2 separate regions of the Mus musculus genome follow, and region 1 is linked to region 2. Evidence: chromatin contacts called from public HiChIP or PLAC-seq data. All regions are on one chromosome and are shown on one strand. Each heading gives the region's core, a stretch centred on a gene start, on an enhancer-like site or on the middle of the called end of the contact. The rest is flanking DNA. Distances are from core to core; before and after follow the strand shown.

Region 1 (4,470 bases), core at 756-3,255, 220 kb after region 2:
AACTGCAGTGCACACAATTGTTGAGTCACTGTATGGATGCTGAAACTCTAACCCAGGACCTCTTAACCACTGAGCCATCTCTCCAGCCCTGCTTGGCTGTTTTGAAAATGAAGAGCCTCAGGATCATCTCTAATAATCGTCCTAATAAGAGGATGTGTGCTGAGCCAGTTTTAAGACCTCTTTCAGCCTGTATTTCAAAAAGGTGGCTCTTCTGTTCTGTGACTTTTCTTGGTATTTGATCCACCTGGTGACCCACCCATTCCTTCACTCTGCTGATGCATAGATCTGAGATCTCTGTTCTCAGGGCTGGCACTGCTGGGAAGAGGTGCATGCTGTTGTCAGTGTGCCCAAAGTAAAGCCTGATTCCAGTTCTTCTCCTCTCGATTTTCAGTTGTGCTGTCTTGGAGTTGATCATAGTTCCATATAGTGAACTTAAGCAGATAATTGTACAGCAGTCAACTTTCTGACAGAGTTACAGATGCCTTGAGACATAGTAGCCTAACAGTTCCTTTTCTCACCTTCTGTTCTTGTCCAGGCTGCTTGTGCCTCGTGGCTGCCACATTAATGCCTGCCTTCCCTCATTCCGGGGTCTTGGCTCCTTCCCTCTCCGGAGCGCACGCTCTATTGCCTCTCTTTTTTCTATCATTTATCCCTTGCCAGTGGAGCACACCCTCATGTACACCTTTCATGTGAGGTGAATTCATTAGTCCTTTGCAAATCTAAAGTACTTTCTCATTTTATACATTATTGATATATGATATTATATTTATATAATTCTAAACTGTCCTTATAAAATTTTATTTACATTTTTTAATACGAAATTTTAAAGTTTTGTAGAATAGTGAAAAATATCATCACTCTTTTTATACCTGACATTCTCAGTCTTTCCAGTTGTCCTCACCCTGACTAATTTATTGATAAAAATTTTATATTTACTTTCAGAGTTACAAGTATAAATATATTGTTTATCTCCCCCTTTTAAATACGTAAACATCATCACTTCTCACAGTATTTTTTTTTAAAGATTTATTTATTATTATATCTAAGTACACTGTAGCTGTCTTCAGATGCACCAGAAGAGGACTTCAGATCTCATTACAGGTGGTTCTGAGCCACCATATGGTTGCTGGGACTTGAACTCAGGACCTTCAGAAGAGCAGTCGGTGCTCTTAACCACTGAGCCATCTCTCCAGCCCCACTTCTCACAGTATTAATGTTAGAAATCATTTTGTTCAGCTCTGTTTGGAATTATGCAGGCTCCTACATGAAACACGAGCCTGCTGGGCTTCTCCCTCTGCCACCCTATGACGGAGGCATTGCTCCTGTGTGCAAGAACACACTGGAGGCAGACAGCTTAGCTACCTAGTCATGGACTGTTGATGCCATGAGCTACAGACAGTGCTGCAGGGGGACCTGGTCACCAAAGAATCGAGCAGCACTGGAGTCTTCAGAGAACAGAAGTGTTGCAAGGATTGTGTTGTACTGTTCGTGAGAGGCCTGACTGAAAATGTTTCCTTGGAAGTTGGGATTTTTTCCCAGCACCTTGGAGGCAGAGGCAGGCGGATTTCTGAGAGGACAGCCTGGTCTACAGAGTGAGTTCCAGGATAGCCAGGGCTACACAGAAAAACCCTGTCTCAAAAAAACCATTTAAAAAAAGTTGGGATTTTGTCTGTTGTGCTGTTGGTTGGTGCCCTTGCCTGCTGGAGGTTGCCTGTTTGAGGGCTTAGTTGTCTCTGACCGTGCTTAGGCTCATCCTCGGTAGATGTCTGTGTGTTTGATCAAATGGATCAAACCTTTTTTTATGACTCTGTGTTCAGGTTAAGAATGTTGTTTTATACTTAGAAATGAATGCGTGATCTCATGCTTTCTTCTAGAATGCTCGTGACTTCTTTCCCCCAGTCCATTGCTGCTGGTTCTCTGACTTCCTCTGCAAACCCTGTCTAGACACAGTGGCCCTTCCTAGTTCTTGCGAATTGCAGAGCATGCTTTTTTTCTGGGACTAGCAGCCTCAGCTTCCTCTTTCCAGGATAGGCTCATGTTTCAGCTCTGTCTACCCTCTTCTCAGAGCACCGTGTAGCTGGGTAGAATCCCTGCTTTCTCAGGTTACTGGAGTGACGTGTGTCCTACCAGACTATAGGTTCCTCCGGTCACTTAAAACTACCAGTGGTCTCTGGTTCTCCAGTTCCTCACAGCTTCACCTTCTGGTGAAGTGTAGAAGACTAAAAGCTACCTTGCTTTCTAAACATTTCCTCCTCTGTGTTCCTTGGTAAAGTGGAAACTTAGCTGATGCCTCTGTAACCTGGAACACGGAAGGAGGAGAGGACCTTACAGCCCTGGCTCAGAGACGTCTACAGACAGTTTTCTATTTTGTACTAGTCATAAAGATTGAATAGCATGTAAGGGGCAACTGTTCCTGTGAAGAGAATATGTGATATGTGTACTTTTGGGTTGGTTGAGATTTTTTAAGCACTTTTCAGAGCCCTTCCAATTTCTAATTAACTGGGGAAGATTAGATGAATCTTGCGTCTGAAAAAATATGGCTGTGTGGCATGTAGAGTGAGTTACTGAGGTCAAATGTTAACCCCCCAGGTTTCAGAAGGATCCAACCTGGTCAGAGACTGGAGACAGATACCTGTTGAAACTCTTTAGAGATCATCTTTTTCATCAGGTGACAGAAGCAGGTGCTCCCTGGATCGACCTCAGTCACATCATTTCTTGTCTTAACAAGGTACTTGTAAGGAAAAGAATCGTGTTTAATAGGTTCTTACTATGTCTGTGTGTGTGCGTGTGTGTGCACGTGTGTGTGTGTGTGTGTGTGTGTGTGTGTGTGTGTGTGTGTGCGTGCGTGTGCGTGCGTGCGCGCGCGCGCGCTCCTGCCCTGTGTGCACATACAAGGTCAGAGGACACTTTGGAGTTCCTCTGCTTTGTGCTGGTGTGTCATGCTTGGTGGCAAGCACTTGGGCCACTGGGAACTCACCTGCCTTGTAGATTTTTGAGATCACAGGATAGCTATTACAGCTTAAAGAGCCATCTTGTGTACAAGTGCTAGGATCCTGAAGAAGACAGGATGTATGTTTGCTGGACATTTTCTAAAGTGGGAATTTTTTGTCTGGGCACGGTGGCTCATGCCTTTAATCCCAACACTCAGAAGCAAAAGCAGGAGCGTCTACAGCAGTGTTCTCAACCCTCCTCATGCTGTGACCCTTTAATGCCGTTGCTCGTGTTGTGGGGACTATAACGTTGCTACTGTTATGAATTGTAATGTAAATATTTGATATGCAGGATATTTAATATGTGATTCTTAAGTGACTCAAAGGGATATCTGATCTGTGACCCAAAGGGGTTTTGACCCACAGGTTGAGAACTGCTGATGTAGAGTTTTCATATGCGAACCTTTTAATGTGATAAAGCATCATAAGATGACCATGGTCCTTCTTTTATACTTTGTTTTGTAGACATGTCATTTTGTTTTATTAAGTAGTATGATTGCATGCATTCAGTATGTTTGCATATATGTAGATACATGTGTAAGTATGATAAAAGAGACCAAAGGGGAAAGGGAAGGGCTGACACCCAAGGTTGTCCTCTGACCTCCACCACATGCACCCACATGGGGTGGGGTGGTCTGCAGTGAATCACAGCCTTCGTATAAAGTCAGGGTTAAACAGGGACCTGCTCCACACACTTGATTTTTTGTTTGTTTACTTATATTTTAAATCGCTTGCAAACTGACACTTTTTTGTTTTTAAAATGTGGGAGGAGAGTGTATTTATGTTGCTCCCCCTCAGATCTGTGGAAATATTTTCTGCCTCAGCACACTGTGCCTACCCTTGAAGTAGCGGAAGAGCAGGTAAACCGTGCACGGCAGACCTGCTGACTCCCAGGCTCGGCTCTGCTGCTCAGTGCTGTGGGCCTCTCATCCACCTTGTGTGCCTTACTTTCCCAACTCTCTAACTTCTCTTAAAGGGAGAACAGTGGGGGGATCCATAAGTAGGAAACATTCCTAACAGATCTCATAGCTTGGTATTGTTAGTATCAGTTAGTAATTAAAACTTTTGTTTTGTTTTTTTTTAAATGTAGATACTGACAGTGGTACTTACAGTAAGCTACAGACAGTCGTCTTGAGAAGACTGGATTTCATATCCTAAAAAAGTAAATCTTATTTCAAATCTGAAGTGCCAATTCCCCAAATTTAATGAGTATAGTAAAAAGGAAGCTAACCATATTGATTAAGGTCTAAAAATCTGCAAAAGGCCATTTTTATGGAAATGATGACAGAAATTGTTGGTAAAATATTTTGAAAGTTTTAGGCCTCAAGTGAAATGTAAAGCTTTTTAATGAATCAATTAGTGGGATACTGAAAGAAGAAGCTTAAAAAAAAAATGAAAACCATATCCTAAATATTGTTACCAAACCCCAGTAATGGAATACGTAGACAGAGATCATAAGCTGGAACCCATAAAGGAAGCT
Region 2 (4,077 bases), core at 1,537-4,036:
AAGGAGAGAAGGAGGAGAGGGAGAGAGAAGTTTTATTGCTGTTGGTTTGGAGATGTAGCTTAGTATGTTGTTTCCCCAACCCAGTCTTTGACTTTGGACACAAATCAGTACTGAGTTTCCACCTTTCTTCCTCTACCAGGACTGTTGCCTCTGCTTGAAGCAGAGAGAATAACTGGCTGGAGCTTTAAGGAGGGCTTGAGCCCAATCTTAATCCTGTACTGCCATCTACTGGCCATTACACATCATAGCTTAACCTAAATGGAAGGTCAGCTCCAGTTTGCCTCCAAATATTCAATTTTCAGTTCTGTGAAAGGAAGGAAGTATTTTGTTTGGCAAGACAGGGTTTCTCTGTGTAGTCCCAGCTGTCCTAGAACACACTCTGTAGACAAGGCTGGCCTCAGACTCACAGAAATCCACCCGCCTCTATTTTTCAAGTGCTGTGATTTAAAATATGAGGCACCACTGTCCGGCGAGAAAGTTTCTTCGCTCCTTTGTTTGTTTGTTTAGATAATCCAAACAAATCCTTACCCAGGAAGAGTTCCATGTCACACACACGCACACGCACACGCACACACGCTGGTTCCTTTTGGTCGATTTGGCACAAACCAAAGTCATCTGTCAAGAGGAAACCTCAGTTGAAGAAATCAGCACCCCACCCCTATGCATGCGCATACATTCACACATCACACATACCACATGTGCATGCACACGCGCATCTTTCTAGATTTTGTTTTAGATAATCTAGAAAAGCCTAGTGTGCTTACTTTCTTCAAAAGCCTTTGGATCGAGCTGGAGAGACGGCTCAGTGGTGATGAACACTTGCTGTTCTTGCAGAGGGCCTGGCTTCAGCTCCCAGCACACACATCAGATGGTTCACATCTGCCCATAACTCCAGTTTCAGGGGAATCTGCCGCCCTCCTCTGGCTCTGTAGGCATCTGCGTGTATGTGGTACACTTGGCATGCACAGGCATGTTGGATTTTTGTTTGTTTGTTTTTGTTTTCAAGACACGGTTTCTCTGTATAGAGAGCGCCCTGGCTGTCCTGGAACTCAGTCTGTAAAACAGGCTGTTCTTGAACTCAGAAATCTGCCTGCCTCTGCCTTCTCAGTGTTCACCACCACTTCCCATTAAGGATTTTTAAATGACCCTTCAAATACATTGAGACTCTCCTCTCCTCTCCTCTCCTCTCCTCTCCTCTCCTCTCCTCTCCTCTCCTCTCCTCTCCTCTCCTCTCCTCTCCTCTCCTCTCCTCTTCTCTCTCTCTCTGTTCTAGAAACATTGTGAAAAAGATTGAGTACATCTTAGTGGTAGAGTGCCCAGGATAAGCAAGAAAGACCCTGAGTTGATTAGTTGATTTGCAAACATACATACAGATAGACAGACAGATAGACACACACACACACACACACACACACACACACACACTTAAATTTCACATATTTGAGTGTTTTGTTTGCATGTATGTCTGCACATCACATGTGTCCTTGGTGTTTACGGAGGCCAGAGCAGGACACCAGATCCTGGAGTTAGACGCCTTTGCGAGCATCTTTGGGGGGTGGGGAATGTGTGCTTAAAATTGATCTCCAGTCCACTGGAAGAGCAGCCAGTGCTCCTAACTGCTGAGCCATCTCTCCAGTCCTCAGCTTGATTTTATAACCTGGACCTGTGCTCTTCCTCTGTAAGTTCTCATAGGCAGCCATACAGAGGAGTCTGAGAATCCACAGAGTGTCACAGCCATACTGAACGCAGCTGCGAGTGCCTGCTCTGTCCTGAGACCACCCTCCTGACCGAAGACTAAGAACAGTCTCAAGGGCAGGTGACTCCTACCCTCTGACTTTGTTCCCCAAGGGCATGTCGGGTTTATTCTCAGAACCCATAGTAGCCTATGAACAGGGACTATGTACCTTTGGACCTTCGGCCGCTGTGCCATCCTGAATAAACCTCTACCCCCTCTTCTCCCCACCCTGTGGCCCACTCTCCCCAGAAAACATTGCTTTGCTCCCATTTTACTTCTCTCTGCAAAGAGTCTTGGGATCTAAATGAATGCATCCTTGTCTGGTCCAAACCGGCCCTTTTTTTTTGAAAATCGCTCAGCGCTTCCCGTTCCTCTCTGGGGTCCCTGGGAGGTCCTCGCTATCCTCTCTTTCATCCAGGGCATTGCCAAAGTGGGCCTTCAGCTTCTGAGTCACCAAGGCCTTTGCCCTGTTCCCATTCTTGACCTCCAATAGCCCTGGCCGTCCTGGAACTCGCTCTAGATCAGGCTGGTCTCGACCTCAGAGATTGTCCTCCCTCTGCCTCCGCTGTCCTCGGCCATCCATGCTACCTTGCCCATCCCGCCCCCATGTTCTTGTGTCCACCTTCAAGAGACTAGCGTTTGAAAGGATGTCTACTGATCCTTCTAATAATCCCGGCTAAATAACTGAGTAAGGAGGCTAAAGTAATCTAAAATATTTTTATATACAATATTGAAAATGACTTCGCGCACACGGTCCTGAAGTCTTACCTGATCTCGGGAGAGCATCAATAAAGGCAAAAAAGTGATTTTCTAAGTCTTCCAAGCCAGAGAATGGACGCTGGGACCAGACAGCAGCGGCAATCAGAGGGCATTTCTCAACAATGTTCCCAAACACATCCACAAATTCTCCGAAGTCCATGGAATTGACCTTCACCATGTCCATGGCTGATCCTGGACTGGAGGCAGTGTTCTGCCCTGCCTGTGGTCCGCTCTCATCGAGCGAGTGAGCTAATTCCTCCTCATGGGTTGTGTTTGCTGAACACACATGCTGGCCCTGTGCAAGGGCAGCTGACCCTGGTTTAAATATCTCTGGGAGGAGCTTATCCAGAACGGTCCTGCGATGAGAAACACAGGTTTAACTGTTTTGTTGGTGGTAGGGGTAATATGTGTGCTGGAGACAGAACCCAGGGTCTCACGCATGCTCGAGGAGCACCCGAATACTGAGCTATCCGCCACCTCCGCTTAAGGCTATGATCAGGAGAGCAGAGACTTCTGCAGAAAGAATGATTCCACCCGAGGCATTGCCATAACAAGAGGTGGCGGCGGTGGCCGTATGTAATGAGACAGACACTTGGTGCCATTACCATCTTGTCTGTGTGCACGTATGCTTTTACCTGCATGTAATCTGTGTACCACATGCAGACCAAACAGGTGGCCCTGTGACCTGCCTGGATTACCAGGACAGTGTCCTCAGGGACAACCCTGGTTCTGTCCCCAGCACCCACACGGTAACTCACAAGCACCTCATCTGTCCTTGCTGTTGCTCTAGAGCACAGGCACTGCGTTTTAATCTTTCTTTGAACTCTAAATGCTTAACACCACATAGACTTAATTAGTGTAAACAGAACAGGGTAAGGTGCCTCTGGTGGAGTGTGCTATCTTCTCTCGTTTAAAAAAATATTTTTTTAATTAGGTGTATTTTGTATGTGTACAAGCGTGTGTGTGTGTGTGTGTGTGTGTGTGTGTGTTTGTGCCCAAGAAGAGAGGGTTGAATCTGCCTTCCAGGTTCTCACCTTGAGTTCTTGGCTTGGATTCTTTCAACAACAGCCTATAAACTATAAACTGAAACAAACCTTTGCCTTCCCTAGATTGTTTTTGGTAAGTGTTTTATCACAGCAGCAGTTTATCTAAGGCTGTTACTGGTGGTGTTCTTCACGGGGTAGGGGTGGGGTGGGGGATGGAGGGGGGAGCGGGGAGGGGAAACAGCCTAGAAAAGATTAGAAAGACCACAGACCACAGCAAGGGGGTGGGGTAGGGGCATGCGCCACAAAGAGAGGCGCCCCTGCCCTAGTGTGTGGGAAGGAGAGGGGCTCTGATCTCAGGAGAACTCAGTGTGGGACTAGGAACAAGCACGAAAAGCGCTCATTATCGCGAGTCCAGAAACGATTGCACCCTGGACAAATTCTCCCCAAAGACGCCTTGTTTTCCTTTCGCCCAATATTTGCCCTTCTAGGTACCAAGGGGCAGTAACAAGTCAAACCTGGTGTTTGACACTCTGTTTCGGAAACTGTGGTGCTCGGGCGCCCCCTGCTGGTACAATCACTATAAAGCACTGCTTGAAG

Evidence for each region. HiChIP or PLAC-seq counts read pairs in DNA pulled down with a chosen protein or histone mark.
Region 1: a contact with region 2 is called in an H3K27ac HiChIP or PLAC-seq map of microglia, with 5 times the contacts expected there. The contact joins the enhancer-like site here to the promoter of Urad in region 2. A contact is called at or near these places in 1 of 39 promoter capture datasets (pre-B cells), 2 of 15 datasets of contacts at CTCF or cohesin (large pre-B cells and pro-B cells), 18 of 484 Hi-C or Micro-C datasets (B cells, the Ba/F3 cell line, CD4 T cells and 9 more), 5 of 115 datasets of contacts at active chromatin or transcription factors (T-cell acute lymphoblastic leukemia, acute myeloid leukemia, bone marrow-derived dendritic cells and 2 more) and 3 of 9 other capture datasets (adipose tissue, liver and pancreatic islet).

The regions. Positions count from the first base shown.
Region 1 is chr5:147,540,481-147,544,950 of GRCm38.p6, forward strand. It overlaps Pan3 (PAN3 poly(A) specific ribonuclease subunit), which reads left to right. Exons shown (of 19, transcript NM_028291.5): 17 at 2,590-2,728. Among named protein-coding and RNA genes, the nearest start is that of Pan3, 110 kb to the left of the region's middle. Within about 2 kb of position 2,006, at least 35 of the 459 cell types and tissues checked have an H3K27ac peak or open chromatin away from gene starts, as enhancers often do. A contact at or near this core is called in acute myeloid leukemia, liver and microglia, where this site is marked.
Region 2 is chr5:147,319,654-147,323,730 of GRCm38.p6, forward strand. Urad (ureidoimidazoline (2-oxo-4-hydroxy-4-carboxy-5) decarboxylase) reads right to left here and starts at 2,787. Exons shown (of 2, transcript NM_001039678.2): 1 at 2,504-2,787. The coding sequence starts at 2,678.